2 separate regions of the Mus musculus genome follow, and region 2 is linked to region 1. Evidence: chromatin contacts called from public promoter capture Hi-C data. All regions are on one chromosome and are shown on one strand. Each heading gives the region's core, a stretch centred on a gene start, on an enhancer-like site or on the middle of the called end of the contact. The rest is flanking DNA. Distances are from core to core; before and after follow the strand shown.

What was found. Capture Hi-C pulls out chosen DNA fragments and counts their contacts.
Region 2: a promoter capture Hi-C map of pancreatic islet shows a contact between it and region 1. The contact joins the promoter of Spp2 here to the promoter of Ugt1a5 in region 1. A contact is called at or near these places in 7 of 39 promoter capture datasets (the 3T3-L1 cell line, embryonic stem cells, hippocampal neurons and 3 more) and 2 of 9 other capture datasets (embryonic stem cells and pancreatic islet).

The regions. Positions count from the first base shown.
Region 1 is chr1:88,164,259-88,168,253 of GRCm38.p6, forward strand. Ugt1a5 (UDP glucuronosyltransferase 1 family, polypeptide A5) reads left to right here and starts at 1,754. Exons shown (of 5, transcript NM_201643.2): 1 at 1,754-2,645. The coding sequence starts at 1,794. All of the region lies in intron 1 of Ugt1a10 (UDP glycosyltransferase 1 family, polypeptide A10), which reads left to right. The region is part of intron 1 of Ugt1a9 (UDP glucuronosyltransferase 1 family, polypeptide A9); the gene reads left to right. The region is part of intron 1 of Ugt1a8 (UDP glucuronosyltransferase 1 family, polypeptide A8); the gene reads left to right. It also overlaps Ugt1a7c, Ugt1a6b and Ugt1a6a.
Region 2 is chr1:88,404,657-88,408,651 of GRCm38.p6, forward strand. Spp2 (secreted phosphoprotein 2) reads left to right here and starts at 2,354. Exons shown (of 8, transcript NM_029269.3): 1 at 2,354-2,560; 2 at 2,661-2,785. The coding sequence starts at 2,494.

The DNA.
Region 1 (3,995 bases), core at 504-3,003:
AGTTTGCATGTTCAATGGGCCTCTCTTTCCAGTGATGGCCAACTAGGCCATCTTTTGATACATATGCAGCTAGAGTCAAGAGCTCCGGGGTACTGGTAAGTTCATAATGTTGTTCCACCTATAGGGTTGCAGATCCCTTTAGCTCCTTGGGTACTTTCTCTAGCTCCTCCATTGGGAGCCCTGTGATCCATCCAATAGCTGACTGTGAGCATCCACTTCTGTGTTTGTTAGGCTCTGGCATAGTCTCACAATAGACAGTTATATCTGGGTCCTTTCAGCAAAATCTTGCTAGTGTATGCAATGGTGTCAGCGTTTGGAAGCTGATTATGGGATGAATGACTTTTAAATCTCTCAAATTGTTTTGCATATATATTTTTATCGTTCTCTCATTAGTGGGCTTTTAATCATCTCAGATATCAATTGCATATGATATACTTACTCATTTAATGACTACAGCTTAGTGATTTTTGGGTTGTTGTTGTTCTAGTTTCCTGTCTGTTGCCGTGATAAAGTACGCTGACCAGAAGCAGTTTAGAGAAGGGAAGGATTTCTTTGGCTTACTCTTGCAGGTTGCAGACTTGAGTGGAGTCAGGACAAGAACTCAAGCAGGAAGGGCCAGGCAGACCCCCTGTGAAGAAGCTGCTTGCTGCCTCACTCAGGCTCAGGCTGAAGTAGTTTTCTCACATAGCTGAGGCCACCTGCCCAGAGAGCAGTGTGTTCACAGTGAGCCCAGCACCCACCCCCACAGCAACTGAGCATCAAGAACATCTCCCATAAGCAAGCCCATAGACCAGTCTGCCCTAAGTGATCCCTCAGTGGAGAGACTCCTTTGTCAGGTGAATTTAGGTTGTGTCCTGTCTGTAGTTTAAAACTACCAACTAGGCTGGGTGTGGTGGCACACGCCTTTAATTCCAGCACTTGGGAGGCAGAGGCAGGCAGATTTCTAAGTTCAAGGCCAGCCTGGTCTACAGAGTGAGGTCCAGGACAGCCAGGGCTACACAGAGAAACCCTGTCGTGAAACAACAACAACAACAACAACAACAAAAAACCCAAAACTACCAACTAGTTAAATGTATGTATAATATTTTTATGTTCATATTGGTCGACAGTCATGACAATTCCTGCTCATTCCCAAAGATATCTCTTAACCCTAACCCTGGACAGCCTTTACCCCACAACAATTCCTATTCATTCCAAATGACATCCCATAACCCATAATCCCATCCCATAATGCTGGACAACCTTTACCCTGCCATCTCCATGGACTTGCCCATCCTGGAAGTTTAAAATAGAATTAGAGATCTTTTGTGCCAAGCTGACTCAGCAATGTTTTTTATCTGAAAATATAGTGAGTGCTCCTTGTGGATGTGGAGGGAGACTTTAGAGAGTTAACCAATAGGGTGACAGTCTGAAATATTGCAATGTAAATCCAAATACCAGGCAATGCTCAAAGCTCAGGCCAGCCTGTTAGAATGTGGTTAGCAGAGAATGAGGCCATGGAATGAAATGGGTGTGCACAGCCATAGTTTTTTAAATGGAGGAGAGCTAAATATCAACTCTGATATCTTCTAAAGAGAGAGTTCTGCCAGTTTTCTAGGAGAGAAACAAGATCAGGAATATGTTGGCTGAAATCAGGATTGATCGGGCACCAAGGGCAGATTTATCCTTTAATAATTAATGTCTGGGAGCTGGGGCCACCCAGTGGCGTGACAAGGTTGGATACGAAATTAGAGGAGTAAGAGTCATACCCTGCTGAGGAAACCTGACTCTTCTGCGCATCCACTGAAGTGACTATGGGACTCCGCATGCCCCTACAAGGATTAGTGGGGCTGCTCCTGCTGTGTGCCCTGCCTTGGACTGAAGGTGAGAAGGTGCTAGTGTTTCCTGTGGGGGGAAGCCACTGGCTGAGCATGAGGGATGTTGTGAGAGAGCTCCACGCCCAAGGTCACCAGACTGTGGTCCTGGCTCCAGAGGTGAACATGCGCATCAAAGAAGAGGACTTTTTCACTTTCAAAGTCTATGCCGTTCCCTATACAAGACAAGAATTGGAAGAAATGATGGAAAACCTTAAAGTGTTTTTTGACACAGGAAACTATATGAAGAAAATCTTTAAAACATCTGAGGCTTTGAGAAACATGTCAACCGTTCTCTTAAAGACTTGTACAAATATATTGCACAACGAGTCCCTGCTCCACCACCTGAATTCCAGCTCCTTTGATGTAGTCTTTACAGATCCCGTGTTTCCCTGTGGGGCATTGTTGGCCAAGTACTTAGGTATTCCTGCTGTGTTCTTTCTACGATACATCCCCTGTGGCATAGAATATGAGGCCACACAGTGTCCAAGCCCTTCCTCTTATATTCCGAACCTATTCACAAGGCTTTCCGACCACATGGACTTCCTGCAAAGGGTCCAGAACATGCTGTACCATCTGGTCTTGAAGTACATTTGCCATTTATTGATCACTCCCTATGAAAGCCTGGCCTCTGAGCTTTTTCAGAGAGAAGTGTCCTCAGTGGAGCTTTTCAGCTATGCATCCGTGTGGCTGTTCCGAGGGGACTTTGTACTCGACTACCCCAGGCCCATCATGCCTAACATGGTCTTCATTGGGGGCATAAACTGTGTTACCAAGAAGCCCCTCTCTCAGGTCTGTATTTTTAAGCAATCAGTATTCTATGCAGAATATATTTTCTAATACTAACTTTCCTTCTGGTCTTTAAAAGGATTCTTCCCCTTTTTCTCATATCTTCATAACATAAACTATTTTATTTGGGTCTTTTTGTTTTTATTTTATGTGTATGGTTTTTTGCCTGTATGCCATGTATATTTGTGCACCACATGCATACAGTGACCATGGAGGCCAGAAGAAAACATTGAATCCCCTAGAACTAGAATTACAAATGGCGGTGAGCCATCATGTGTGTCCTTGGAACTCAGTTCCCCTGGAAGAGCAGCCACCTCTCCAGCCTCAGATTCTTCTATTTTTCTTTGGCCATTGGTAGGACTGGTGGCTGTGGTGAGGGTCTGTAATGGACTGAAGTGGGGGGAGGGCTCTACTGAGTCTATCCATGTGGCAGTTTATTATTTTCCTGAGAGTGAGATTTCCAAACTGGGGCAGGAACAGAGATAATGAGCTGCTGACCTATTACGATGAGTTCAACGTAAGTATTTCTAGGTGAGGACAAAGGAACTTCAAATTGCCATTGTTAGTTCTATGGGCATTTCTACCATTTCCTAGTGTCCCCTTCAATATCTTTCTTCAGTGTTAAACAAAACAAAACAACTTCATTGTAGAGTTCTTTTCTGGCCATGGTGAACTTTAGTCTAAAGTATTTATTTTTTGAGGCAATTGTTACTGGGGTTGTGTTCTAGATTACTTTCACAATGTGTCAGCCATTGGTGATTAGGAAGACAACTGCTAATTTCATATTCTACCACTTTGAAGAAAGTGTTTCTCAGCTCTAGGATTTTCAGGTGGAGTCTTTTTTTTTTTCAATTTAAAATCCTTTATTACATTTGTTTGTGTGTATGTGTGTCATAGTAAAACTTGGGTCCTTGGCTTGAACTCAGGTCAGCAGGCTTGGTGGCAAGCTCAGGTGGAGTCTTTATGGTCACTTTTGTGTGCTGCTGTGTCATATGCAAATATCCAAATGAGGATGCTTGGATGCCTTTTTTTTAAATGATTTATTTATTTATTATGTGTAAGTACACTGTAGCTGTCTTCAGGCACCCCAGAAGAGGGCATCAGATCTCATTATGGATGGCATGTGGTTGCTGGGATTTGAACTCAGGACCTTTGGAAGAACAGTCAGTGCTCTTAACCGCTGAGCTATCTCTCCAGCCTGGATGCCTTTTTTTGTTTGTTTGTTTTTCTTTTTGTTTCCTGCTATTTCTCTTCTTTTGTTTTGTTCTAACAAGAACCCTGGTACTAGATTCGTTGAGTGGACAGAATGGACACCTTGATTTTAGTAGAGGTGCTTTGAATTTCTTCCCATTT
Region 2 (3,995 bases), core at 1,104-3,603, 240 kb after region 1:
GGAAGAGACACATGACCACAGCATATACTGTACCGGGAAGCATTTAATTGCGGCTTGTTTACAGTTCCAGAGGTTTAGTCCATTTTCATCATGCCGAGGAGCATGGTGGTACCCGGGCAGACATGGAGCTAAGAGATAGCTGAGAGTTCTACATCCAAAACTGTAGGCAGCAGGAAGAGAGAAAGAGAGACACTGGGACAGGCTTGGGCTTTTGAAACCCCAAAGCCCACCTTCAATGTGGACACCAGAACCTCGGAACAGTGTTCACAGGGAGGTAAAATGATGTGGCTTCGGTGTAAACAAACAGCAGGAAGCTTTCTCAAAATCTTCACTTTCTTAGAAACCAAATTGCCTATGGTCCATCAGAATTGGAACAGAGGCAGGGGCACTGTGGAGGCACAAAGCTGTCCCTGTCAAGGGGACCAGAAGCAGAAGGAGCTAAAAAGGAAGTATTCCTTGGGGGTCCACCACCTTTGAGACACTTCCTTTGTGCAGGCCCTGCCTCCCAAAACAAATAGCATCACCAAGGGTCTATGGCAGTGGGACGGAGTGGTGGGGTGGGGAGCCGCATTTCATATTCAAGCCATAACACTCACAGGGGCAAAGTTCCCTGGCTGAGAATCTCTGTTCTGTATGTATTCTCATTTCTCAGGCATGGGTGTGGATCTGAATCACATGGAGAGAGAGGGAGAGGAGGAGGAGAGGGGGAGAGGAAGAGGAAGGGGGAGAGAGAAAGAGAGGTGGGAGAAGGGTTTGTCAAATAAAGGCAACTGGTCCTCTCTCTGGAGTCTCTGTTGGGTCCTTCTGGGTGGGTCTGGAAGGTACACATTTTCAGTGAAAGTCCTAGGTGGTGCTGAAGCTATCTGGGGTCTTTGCATGATGCCTATTCTGATGGCACCACTGACGTTTCCAGAACCCAGAAATACTGAGATGAGGACAGAAAGCAGACTCTTAGTGACGGAGCTCAGTTTAGCAATCGTGATGCTATAAGAAATCAGAAGGCAGCTGTGAAGTTCGTGGTTTAGGGATCAGTTGAAGATTCCATTTTTACATTTGTTCTAAATTTAGTGATCCCACCCCAGTGCAAATAATATGATGGGGAGGATGAGAAAGAGGAAATGACCTTGGAAAGTAATGCATCTTCATTTACGATGCAGCCATAGCCCATCGGTTCTTGCTCAGTGTGTTCCCAGGTACTCCTGTTAAATGGTCTGTGATGTACTTTATATAAATTTCCAGGGACTGTGTGCAGGGCTATACAATGCTTCACTTACTGCCACCCAATTTTGAATACTTTGACCGAGTATTTGGGGGCTGGAATAGCAGAAAATCACTGGGATGATGGAGGCACACATTTCTGCAAACCGGAGGAAGAACAAGAAATCACCATAGCATGAGCGTGACTGGATGGCTTATATTTAATCTTCTGGGTTTACAAGACATGATGGAATTCTGCAGGGGCATTTTAAAAGTCATTGCTTTCTAGCTTCCATCAGAGCCCACCCTGCACGCCTGGTGCTAACACTTAATTATAGCCAAGAGAATCTGAGAAATGCAGTGGTCCCCCCCTCCCTCACCCCAGCAAACGTCAAGCAAAATCAATAGCTCAGTGCTGGCAACAGGATGCTGTTGTTCCCTTCATCTCCTCCGCTCATCTGCAATTGCTTTTATTACTGCAGTTCATTTAATGAGTCCAGAGCGTTTGGAGCCAGATGGTGACATTAGTTCAATCTGGAAGACTCTAATGGAATTGAGTTCAAACCAGGTTAAAAGTAACGGAATTACAAATTCCAGTGGTCATTGTCTTGTGGTATTACGCTCTGGGTACTTGTTATACACCAGAAGTTAGCGCCAGCTTCAAATGAAAGACCTGAAAGACAGTTGAGTGAGACCTGGTGCACTCATACACTCACTCATCCGCTGCATGCTTCATTACTCTCCCTATCACAAACACGGCCATTGTGGTTTCTGAACCATGGCCTCTGTAGTGGAGGTGGCAGGCAGAGCTAAGCCAACAGGAAAATCACTCCGCGTGAGTGCAGTCTCTAGGAAGGGAGGACTCTGGCATTGAGAGGTGGAGGGTGAAGGATTTTGAGGACCTGGGAAAGGACTAGATGCACAAGCTTTAAAGTCACCGTTTTGTTGAGTCCACAATTATGTCCCCTCCCCCAAAGAACAAAATGCAAAGAGAGAAGATAAACATTATACAGGGAGACCCAAGCCTCTCTGAATGTCTCCTGCTGTGGGATAAAGTCCCTCGGAGAGGTCCAAACTTCAAAAGTGGCCTCAGTCTGGAATTTTTCCACAGGAAAAGTCAGCAGTAAATATTGACACCGGAATCAATCATCTCTACTGAGGTTCCAGATTGCTCCAGCCAGCCAGGGCAGCTAGGTCACAGGTGACAAGAATAAGACAGCCACCCTCTGAAAGAGCTGTCATCCAGAAGCCTGGAGAGAGGCCGTCTCCCTGACTCTGGGTCGCCATCCTCTCAGTATGGAGCAGGCAATGCTGAAGACGCTGGCTTTGTTGGTGCTGGGCATGCACTACTGGTGTGCCACAGGTAAAGGACACATGCCACCGCTGGCCACCTGCCCTAGGTGATCACAGCCCTCTCGGTGCCTCATCTCTCTCTCACTGTGGCCTGTGTGTTTGCTGTCTAGGTTTCCCGGTGTACGACTACGACCCTTCCTCTCTGCAGGAAGCTCTCAGTGCCTCAGTGGCAAAGGTGAACTCGCAGTCCCTGAGTCCTTACCTGTTTCGGGCGACCCGGAGCTCCTTGAAGAGAGTAAGTGAATGGAGATACCTCCCTGAGCCATTTTTTTACCACCCCCGCCCCCGTCTTGACTTCACCTACTTTGTTGAGTAGATTATTCTTCTGTTTACAATGATCACAGTCTGTCCTCTTCCATGCTGACTTTTTGGACTGAGAAGAGATTTAATTACATTTTGTTGTTGTTGTTGTCCCGAGGCTGTCAAAGCTTCCTGGGACATCTGATTCTTCCCTCTGTGTTTTCCCTCTGACCTCGGCTTTTCTCTGTGTGTGTCCTGGTTTGGGGTGAAGATCCCAGAAGTCCTTGTGATGCTGTTTGATTGGGAGGTGCTGCCTAATGAGAAAGAGACTCTCTCCCCACTCAGCATTGGGCTACCAGTGTTTATAGGAAAGAAACGCTGGCTTCTGAGTCCATGAAACCCACCCACTCTGGTGGACTTGATAGTGCTGTTTCCCGATCACCTAGAGAACTTGGGAAAGAGACATTATCTCGGGCTTGCTGTGACTCACTGTGGCCAAAGTGAGGGGGAAGCAGAACAGGATCATAGAGAGGCCTTTCTCCTTCCTGCTCCCTGAGGAGTCTCTCTGTCTTCTTATAGGCTTAACTGGGCTAACAGGGAGGTAGGGACAGACATGAAGAAGAAATAGGACTGACAAGCTCATGGAGACATGAGTAGAGCCTTGTGGTCAGCAGCCACTACCTCCACACAGAGGCCACATGGCCGCTCCTACTGGCTGCTCCCTTTTCCACCCTATTCTAGGCTACCACCTCTTACTTACACTCAGCTACTCCTCTCATACTCAGCTGCTCCTCTCACACTCAGCTGCTCCTCTGCTCCTCAACAGCATACACACTTCATTCTCCCAGCTCAACTGCATGTAAAACATGTCCCTTTGGTCCCCTTTTGCAGACACTGGTTCCAAGTTTTCTTTCTCCCAAATGCAAAGCAAATTTCATTGCTTTGGTTGCCTTTTCTAGCTGGATAACTGGGTTGTGAAGGTGTAGACTGAGCTAGAGTGAGCTGCCAGCCCCACCCAGCACCTGACTGTCAGGGTTCACACTGAGCACGCTGGTGGGGAGGCACTTAGAGGCAGGTGTAGGCAGCTGCTAGCCAAAGGTCAAGCTGCTTCTAGAAGAAAGCCTCATCAGAATGACGCTGCCTCTCCCTCCCACCCTGCTCATGCCAGCACCTAGGCCACATTCCGTTGGCACCGAATGCAATCT